2 separate regions of the Drosophila melanogaster genome follow, and region 1 is linked to region 2. Evidence: chromatin contacts called from public Hi-C data. All regions are on one chromosome and are shown on one strand. Each heading gives the region's core, a stretch centred on a gene start, on an enhancer-like site or on the middle of the called end of the contact. The rest is flanking DNA. Distances are from core to core; before and after follow the strand shown. Region 1 holds the start of Prps (Phosphoribosyl pyrophosphate synthetase). Region 2 holds the start of Ack (Activated Cdc42 kinase).

What was found. Hi-C and Micro-C count contacts between places; a contact is called where the count stands out from the background.
Region 1: a contact with region 2 is called in a Hi-C map of the Kc167 cell line, with 2.7 times the contacts expected there. The contact joins the promoter of Prps here to the promoter of Ack in region 2. A contact is called at or near these places in 2 of 107 Hi-C or Micro-C datasets (the Kc167 cell line and embryo).

Annotation. Positions count from the first base shown.
Region 1 is chr3L:9,693,961-9,698,711 of dm6, reverse strand. It overlaps Prps (Phosphoribosyl pyrophosphate synthetase), which reads left to right and starts at 2,012. Exons shown (of 7, transcript NM_140088.3): 1 at 2,012-2,173; 2 at 4,254-4,479. The coding sequence starts at 4,262. Ubc4 (Ubiquitin conjugating enzyme 4) reads right to left here and starts at 376. Exons shown (of 3, transcript NM_001300085.1): 1 at 1-376. The coding sequence starts at 19. It also overlaps asRNA:CR45804 and asRNA:CR45121.
Region 2 is chr3L:4,106,122-4,110,745 of dm6, reverse strand. Ack (Activated Cdc42 kinase) reads right to left here and starts at 2,560. Exons shown (of 3, transcript NM_139602.3): 1 at 1,763-2,560; 2 at 1-248. The coding sequence starts at 245. It overlaps Fit1 (Fermitin 1), which reads right to left. Exons shown (of 2, transcript NM_139601.4): 2 at 3,630-4,624. The coding sequence ends at 4,360. lncRNA:CR45670 (long non-coding RNA:CR45670) reads left to right here and starts at 3,276. Exons shown (of 1, transcript NR_124778.1): 1 at 3,276-3,603.

The sequences.
Region 1 (4,751 bases), core at 763-3,262, 5.6 Mb before region 2:
ACACTGCCATGTTCGCCATGATGTTTCCTCCGTTTCTCGGACTCTCCTTTCTGCTCTCTCCCTGTTCCCTGTTCACCGTTCTCCTTTCTCCGCCGCTCCTCTTCACCACGCTCTTCTTGCTGTGTTCTGTTCTGCCTCTGTTTTTATTGTTGCCCCCCCGTGCAATTTTGGATTTTGTGAGTGTTGTGCGTTGCGTAAATTACGCCTGGCTGTTGGCCTACAAGGTTGCTCCTTTCGATCGCTTTTCGAATTGTCGAAGCAACGAGCTCGACCAGCGCACGGAAAATAAAAAACTTATTATTCCAATTTCAACACGAATCTGACTTTTTACAGCGCTCAGCACGTCTATTTTGCCAGCGCTATTTCTTTTTTGTTTTTCCGTAGTGTGACCGCCGCGGTGCATTCGGATAATTCTGAAAGCTCGCCTATCGATTGACGTATCGATAGGGCTTCGGGGAAAGAGCGCGAAAATTGCTAACGAAGTTCGAATGTTCAAATGTTTAGCATATGAATAAATAACTATTACATAGGGACGTAATGAATTGGTGCTACTTGCTGCGAGCCATATATTGCCTAGATACGCCCTTAATACTACCCAGGTACACCCACTTCACTCAACTCATAACTATTTAATCATATTAAAACCTATTAAACATTTTAAGGAGGAGTCTTCTTCTTAACATTGGTCCTCCAATTATGTCCACTGGATGACATGATGACTTTGTTTCCCTGAAGGCGACATATCAGAATCTGGGAATCTTAACCGACACATTTTCCTAACTCGTTTCGATAATACAAATGAAAAGAAACAAAAGCAAAATCTACATAAAAATAACCATATTTACAAACTACTTTCCTAATAAATTCAGCTAAGCCCCATACACGAAGTACTCATTCTTACCTCTTTGTTGATAAAATCTATTTACGTTACAATGATTGGCTGAATCAATTCCAAAGTTGGTTTTTGTACCATTGGATAAAAAAGCCGCAGCTTTTCCTTGGCACACGTCAAAGGTTATTTTCCATTGCGTCTCTGATCTTGAATACTGAATACATGGCCTTATTATATAATCGAAGTTCTTTTGACCTCAGTAATATGGTTCCATTACGCTCGCCCGCCTTGTCTGCGGTCGGAAATTTGAAACTTGTTTTGCGCCCCATAAACAAAAACAAGAAGTTTAATCTTCTAAGGCGTAGGTCTCTCTTGGCAACAGTCCAAAAATAATAGACAGCCATTAATTATGCGCCATACGATCCTGTGTTTATAATGGTTATACTTGGAAAAGGGGTACACGAAGTGTTACTTTATTCACATTGCAATTTTAAATCAATATGAGAGAACTTTACCTAAAAAATTTTTAAGTGATAAACAATTAAGTGGATTACATTTTCAGCAAACTCTTATTAATAAGTTGAATGTTAACAAAATAAAAATATGATCAAAAAAATTAGAGGGCATATTTCATACCTGAAAAATCATTAAAGTCGACATTCTCTTTTACTGCTCAAATTCACGTTTCGCACAGCTCAATGGCGATCGAGAAAAAAACGTGTCAGCAAAAGCGTGTGGGGAAGTTTTGAGAGCCAACGCAACAACAGTTTTCGGATAAGAAATATACCCAATAGACATTCGGAGACTAATTAAAACGGAAGAGCTTCTTGCTTCTCCAACTCTTTGGACACACGTGTTTGTGCTCCCCTTTTGTGGCGCTCTTTCGCCACAAAACAAAACGAGTGACCGACACAAACAAATATGCCGGTTCTCTTTTACTCTCCCCGATATTCCCTTTCGAAGCATATGTATTATGACTGTGTGAAGAGGGATGCGTTTCCTACCCCATAAAATAACCAGATAACCAAAAGATACATTTATTGTCTTGTAACGTAAGGGTATCCATGCTTCAGCTTGATTAAATCAACTCTCCTCTGCGTTATCTCTTGCTCTCTCGCACCAAACAACTCCATAAACAGAAACTCAACTTCCCTCGCTTAAATTCAATTCAAAAGCGTTCTGATTCATTCAGCTTTTGCATTTTCTGAGCAGCGGCTGCATCCAAGTGAAATCACAAAGTACAAGTTTTTTTCGACCAACTTGTACAAACCGCATCGTTCAGTGATTAATAGTTTGTAGTTTAAAAGTAATTGCGACACTTTGCTACCTCACATGTTTCAAGTAAGTCCAGTATGGTGTACTACTCGATTTTGAAGTGTGCGTGCCTTTGTTTTCGCCTCGACTCAAAACATGCGTCGCATTCGGCACGTGGTTTTTGCCCCACCAACCCGCTATCCACGGCTCCATTATTCCTGTACTTGCAATGCCATTTGCGTCAGTTTTTAGGGATAAAACACGGAGAAGAGTACGTCAGCATTTGGCATTAGTTCATTTATATTTAGCCATGGGCACGAAAATAACAATTTAACAAATCGCAGTGTTTTTCTGCCGCGTTCGTTTGTTCAGCATCCCAGGTACAGTTGCACAAACAACAAGAAAACATCTCGGGGGCAACAAAAGCAAAGACGAGCCCCCGTGAAATGAAAAAGCAAGAACTGTACCTCGGATTTGAGATCTAGAAAACAAAACATTTCTGCTGGTATGTACAAAGTACATAGCAGAGATATTTGCAGAGCAACAATTATCCAGAACCAATTGAAAGCGGCATACAGCACAGATACACAGACAAAAAATAAATTTCTAAGTATGTGCACAAAAAGAGCCGCATGCATATAGGTTTTAAAAGTGGGAAACGCAGCATTAAATGTTTATTATTGTCTCAGATATTTAGGGTTTTTTTATGTTATTATGAATAGGAAAATATATTGACAGTCTTATGGGGCCTTGGAAATTTATTACCCATTGAAATATATATGAAACAATTTTATTGCATATCTGTGTGTTATTAAGAAATTACTGAGTTGTGCAGATGTAATGAAACTAAGCCGCAATTTTGTCTTACTTTAGAAATGAGGTCTGTGATTATTTTATAAAAAAAATTAATACTTATTATTGAAATTTTCGCTCTGTGTGACGTTTTACATATCTAAAATTGCAACATGACGTATTAAAAATTCTATGGAAATTACCTATCGAAAACAGCTGATTCCGAAAAAGAGAGGAAAAGTGCGTCCCGAAAGCTTTTCCTTGTGGCATCAACTTAACTGCGCATCATCCCATCCTTGGCGCTCTCTTGCGCTCTCTCGTAAAATATGGGTGTGTGTGTGTGTGGGCAGCCGGTGCGTATGTGTAATAGAAGCATACGCCATGTTGTACGGCGCTCAGTTCCATTCGCTCGCTCAATTTCGCCAGATGCGGCGCTCTGCGGCTGCTAATCCCAATCTCCCATTGTCGCTGAAACAGTGCACTTTTCACCTTACCTGGCGCAGAACAGCTGAGTGCGTCTTGTTATTAAACGGGTTGTTCAATCAAATAGTCGGCGCTTACCTGTCGCAGAACCTTCATCTCGGGATTTGTTTTGTGAATAATGCCCGATAAGAAATGCACGGAGAACGAGCAGAATGGTGCGTAGATTATATCCTAGAATTCACATTCCTTTCATTTCTGTCCGCGTGTGTGTGTGTGGTGCTAGGTTTTCATGGCCAACTGAGGGACATCCGTGGAACAGCTGTTTACCTCAGCCTTAAAAGCTTTTTTTTTGGCGCGCGCCTGTTGGCATGCCAGCATATTTTATATGTTAAAAGAAAACTCATAGATTTTACGGGTGTGACAACAAGCTGTTTATCTATCGAATATAATCAGTGTCAATTTGCAATTTATATTTATTCTTTTTCATGTTCATATGTAAATTTAATAGCAAACCGAGCCAAAATATTATAAATATAAAATTATTTGCAATGAAATAGGTAAATCCTTGCTTTTTGAAAGGCTAATATTGTAATAGTGCAATCCCATTAACTTGTTTAGATTTATACTGAGAAACACACTAGGAAATTCGAATTGATTAATGAAAATATTTAAAATTATAAAAACCTATCGCACCGCTTTAGTAGTCCGGAATCGAAATCGATAGCTTTCCAGTTCCCTGGAGAACGCGTAGAAAAATCACATGGTCTGGATGGGAATGGGGGATAATTGGGGTGGCTTTACAGAAAGAGCGAGCGAAAGAGAGCGCAGTGCGCAGCAAAAAGCTTCGTTGCTCTCTTTTACGCTCTTGCTTTCTCACCGATAAGGCGACGACGTCGACGTCGCTGCCCGCGTTTTGGCGAAAAAAATTTATAATAAAAACTTCTACTCATAGATTGTGTGATGCCAGTTCGCTCTGCTAATCCGATACGCGCTAGAAGTTTGATCCGAGACAATTTGGAGAAACAGGCTGGTTGTCTAAATTTAATCCACTCCAGAATGCCGAACATCAAAGTGTTTTCGGGCACCTCGCATCCGGATTTGGCCCAGCGGATAGTCGATCGCCTGGGAATCGATCTCGGCAAGGTGGTTACGAAGAAGTTCAGCAACTTGGAGACCTGGTGAGTAGTCCTGCAGGAGAATTTCCTTCGCAAATTGCGTGTGTGACCACCAACAAGTGTTTAACGACAACGGACAAATGTGTTTTTAAAGTGCGCTAATTGAGTTTGACGAAAAAGTGTTTGGTCTGCAAACACATGTGCTCAAAAGGTCCTTGACATTCGCTGAAGGTTGCTGGCGTTTCGCTGCCACAATCAACAATGGGAATCTATGGGAATTTGTGATTACCTAAAACTGAATGATTTTTCCTGAATTTTTGTGGCCTGCCTTTGGC
Region 2 (4,624 bases), core at 1,311-3,810:
TTCTTGCGCCACTGGTGGGCCTTCTTTTTCCGCACTGCCTCCATCAGCCGTCGAATAGCCGGTTTCCCCAGACCACATCGCTCCAGATCGTCAGGTAGCACGTAGTCGAAGTGCGCCAGCCGGGTCACCTGTAGGTCGTCCCGTATCCTGTCCAGAAACTGCTCCAGCTGCACCTCCCGCAGCAGATCCTCCAGCCAGGCCGTCTCGCTCCCGAGCCCACCATCCACCGCCGAAGTGGAGGTCATTTCCTGAGGGGACGCAAAACGAAACACAATAAGTTGAAGGCAATCTCAACAACATAGTGATCGGTGAATGAACTGTGGTCAAGGGTACTGGGTCAATCGCGCAATCACGTATTTTAATATGTATGTATGTATCCACTTGCCATATGCGATTAAATGGTCAGGGAACAGAGAAAGTGCGCAACATTTATGGACCGCCAATGCAATTCCATATCTTGTCATTAACAAAAGGTGAAGCAATGGGGTTCAGTGATTTCTGACGCAATAAAATATTTCGAAACCGTAGTTTTTAATAGCTAATTGAATTAATATACGTATATACATCGATTGATCAGAGGTTTGTAAAAGTAGTAGTATTCATTAAATCCTGATATATAGTTCTATTCTCTTTTTTCAACAATAATTATATAAACAATAATCTATTGCCTCATTAAAAAATACTTAATATAAAATCCAAGTTCACATGCTCGTCTATTAAGCGGAAGTAAGCTGGTTTCTAGATAAGCCATTTATTTAATTCCACGAATCCGTCAGGCGACATACGTGTTGAATCTATGGCTGCTTCCAAGGGGGCCAATGCATACAAAAGTGGATTTGTGTAAACATATCCCCACATGACGTCACGTTTTCTTGGCAATCCCTGTAAACGCATTGCGTCACCCTTCGAACCCTATCACTAAGAAGAGATACATATACATATGTATCTGTGTACATATATAGGAAGAAGTAGGTGGTTCGGGATCTCAGGAAATGCGGCTTGAACTTTGGCGCGTGCTGAAGTGGAGTTTATAAATAGACCGCAATAAAAGGTGAGCAGATGCAGGCACAGAATGTAACCGATATGCACGCCCCATGGGATTCCCCTTGGGATGAACAAAATGATAGCCAGATTGCTAATGTCTATTGTTAAGGAGCGAATAATAGAATTTACACTTTGCGGCGACAGTTTGACTAATTATTCGGGCGGAAACTGGAACTTAGCGGATGCGAGAGCCACACAGAGATGTCCAACGAGACAACAACGCCCAGTTGAGAGCAGGTTGCCAGTCCATCAGCTGTGTCGTATGTAGATACAGTCGAACGTCCGTAACGCGGCATCTGTCGTTAACTACACATATGTGCATATACTCGAAAATGGTGACTTTAAGGTACAGAAATAACCCAGGTACAAACGCTGGCATTGTGTATCTAAAAATAAATACAGCCGTACTTCCGCGATTCAAAACAAAACCCAGTTAAATTACCCTTCGATTTAATATTTTCGGCTAACATTGTATCCTATCATCATAAGAAGTATTATTTATTTAGCTCAATTTCATGGCAAATAACTTTAAGTTTAAGAAATAAAATTAAGTTTAGTTGGGGTCCGCGTACGGGGGTTCTACTGTACCACAGCTATCACACCCCGAATTCCACGAAGCGGCTAGTTCCATTCACTATTATTTTGTTGGACATTTGTACAACATTTCCACCGGGTGTTTGGCTGGAAAGGGTTTTTCTTTGTTTTTCGAAATACTCACCGAATATTAAACAGCTGCGCAGCTGCTGCGACGCTGGCTGAGGAGCGTCGACGTCAACGCGGACGTCGCAGTCGCTGCACTTGGCTAAACTTGAGAAAATTGGCAAACTTCCTGTCTGTAAGCGAACAGGTTGTCCAGACAAAAGATGTTGCGGCAGATGGAAGTGGTTTATGCGGTGGATATGGAGATTTCTGGCTTAAAGATGTGAAATTCGATATTCGAGTTGAAGACAGCGCAGTTGGCGTCGCAGTCGCCGCAATGTAAACGATTGTATGCGTGCGTGTGTGTGTGTGTGTGTTGGCTGCTTTGTTTACACTCGCCAAATGAGCAGCTGTCTGCTTGGCTGCTGATTTTGATGGCGGGCGGTTAGTGGTCCCCTCATGACGCAGACACGTAAATATTAATTTATAGTGCACACACGAGAAAACAATGAATATTCCGCTTTCAACAGCGCTCAGCCCCTCCCCCACCGACCATCCCACTCGATCGTTTCACGTTTTTGCACAATTTCACACACACACGCATTCGCTGCACGGCCGTTTGGGTCTGGGTGTATGTGTGCGTGTGTACGAATCGAAATGCACGAAAAAAACAGCAACGCAAATCGCAGGTGCCACGAAGAACCGAAAAGAGCGAGAATTCTTTACTTTTTCAATATGTTAACTCGCTGAAATCAGCTTGATTTTCTTTCTAATGCGGAAACATCGTCGTTAATCGCAGTTAGCTGCGCTTAATTTGCAATTGAAAATGCGCGACGGCCAAACACTTTTGGTATTTTTTCAAGCAGCTGATGCAGTGGTGATGGAACAAAACGCGATGAATGTTAAATATAACCGATGTTTCTCAAATCATAATTCTGAATATCGATAATTTATATCGAGTATTTAAGTTATTTACTGTTACGATTTAAAAATATGATTTAATATTTACTAACATTTAAACATAAAAATATACGTAAATATATAACTTTGTGAAAGTGGTAAATTATCGAAGTAACACATTTAATTTATAAAATTCTTGTAAATATTTTACATATGTAACTAAATCAAATTCATTTCTATTTCATTTAATCGTGATTAAAATAGATTCCAAAAAAAATTGTATTATCCCTGTTACTTAAATCTTTTTGTGCAAGTGTCAAGAAGTATTATTTTTCTTTAGAGAAGATAAATGTGAAATGCTTGTTTTTTCATTCCTTAAAATTGTTTCTATATTAATCATGTCAATTTTTATCACAGGAGTGCAGAACATTTAAAAACAAATTTGTTTCTATCATCTTGTGATTCAAATGTTGAATTATAAGAATTCGGTTTTATGTGGGCGCTGATTGCATTAATCATAGTTTTTTTTTACTAAAGTCAGCTTACATTAGTAATGTAAGTACTTACGACTGTAGCAAATATTAAAATGCATTTTTTTTTTTTTTTGATTATAGATAATACTTGGAAGTGGTATTTATTTGTCATGCGCTATTCATATCTGGCATTTTCCTTATTAAGAGTCACCCCGTTAAATTAAATCAAATTGAAGATTTCGCCAGCCATTGCGTGAGAAGTTGCCCCATTCCGAGGCACATACGTAGCTTTGGGTCGCGGCCATCAATCAATGGCGTAGCACGGCACGCCTATAATCTCGAATCCCCATATATACCCACTGTACAACGCCGTGGTGCGCTTATCAATCCAATTGAGTGCGCTGTTATTAATAACAATACCCGTGCTTTATATTAAACGCGTTGACTGTTGCATCAACGCCCCTCAGAAGCACACAGCGCGTCAATAAAAGTTGGATGAGTAATCCCAGTGGACTCGGGTTACCAACTGCCAGTGGAATGCATATGTAAAAACAAACAAGCCAGCCACCATTTACGGTCATTAAAAACATATAAAATAATTTATTCTGCTTATTAATTTGTTTAATAAATATACAATATATAAAACTGCGGGTTAGTCGCGCAAGTCCGCACAAGTGTGGTAAAAAATGGACTTAAGTAGTGTAACTTTAACGCTGTGTTAGAAACAGACAACACAGAGAACACAGGACATTGACTTGGACTTGTTTTGGGTTAAGATTGCTCTGGCGAAGGCACAACATCGTTATCATAATCGTTATCAGCGTGGTGATTGTTATTAGTCTAGAATTCCATTTCCATTAACACTTATACACGAACGCTTTCGATTTGGGTGGGTTGACTGACTGGGTTGATTAAAAATGTAGGTAATCGTTGGACAACTTCTTGGACAACTTGGACAACACAAATTTAAGAGACTTATACTTATAAAGTTAATTATTTTTTTTTTTAGGTAAATGCCGACAAAAGAAAACCAACTTCTGGTGTCGGACACTAGTCCGTCAAAGTTGTTTACAAAATATATACGTATTTAGGTTGATAAACCGAACAGAAAAAAAACATTGAGAAACTAACAACTAGAGTTACGAAGAAGTTGCTTGGTGTGGTCCACAGATTACCAGTCAACCCATAAATCAACGCACCCTACATTAGGTAAATATATGTAGATAAAACTGTAGAACATGCGACGAGGTTTGTGCTTGGCACTCAAGACTCCAGTCCAATGCTCCAGACTGCGCCAATCCGTTTACGACCAGCCGCCCGTCAGCTTGTGGAACATCTCCTCGTTCAGCGTCTGGTTGTTCTCCTTGGATCGCATGGACATGAATATGTAGCCGCCGATGAACTCGTGCACCACCTTACAGTCGGCCGACTGCACGGAGAAGACGATGTTCTCGTCCTGCAGCTGAATCATCATGCACTTGATGCCCCAGTTAACATTCCAGGCCTTCATTGTGTTGTAGCGCCAGGTCTTTATGTGATCGCCGGTGTTGAGGTCCATGCGCATGATA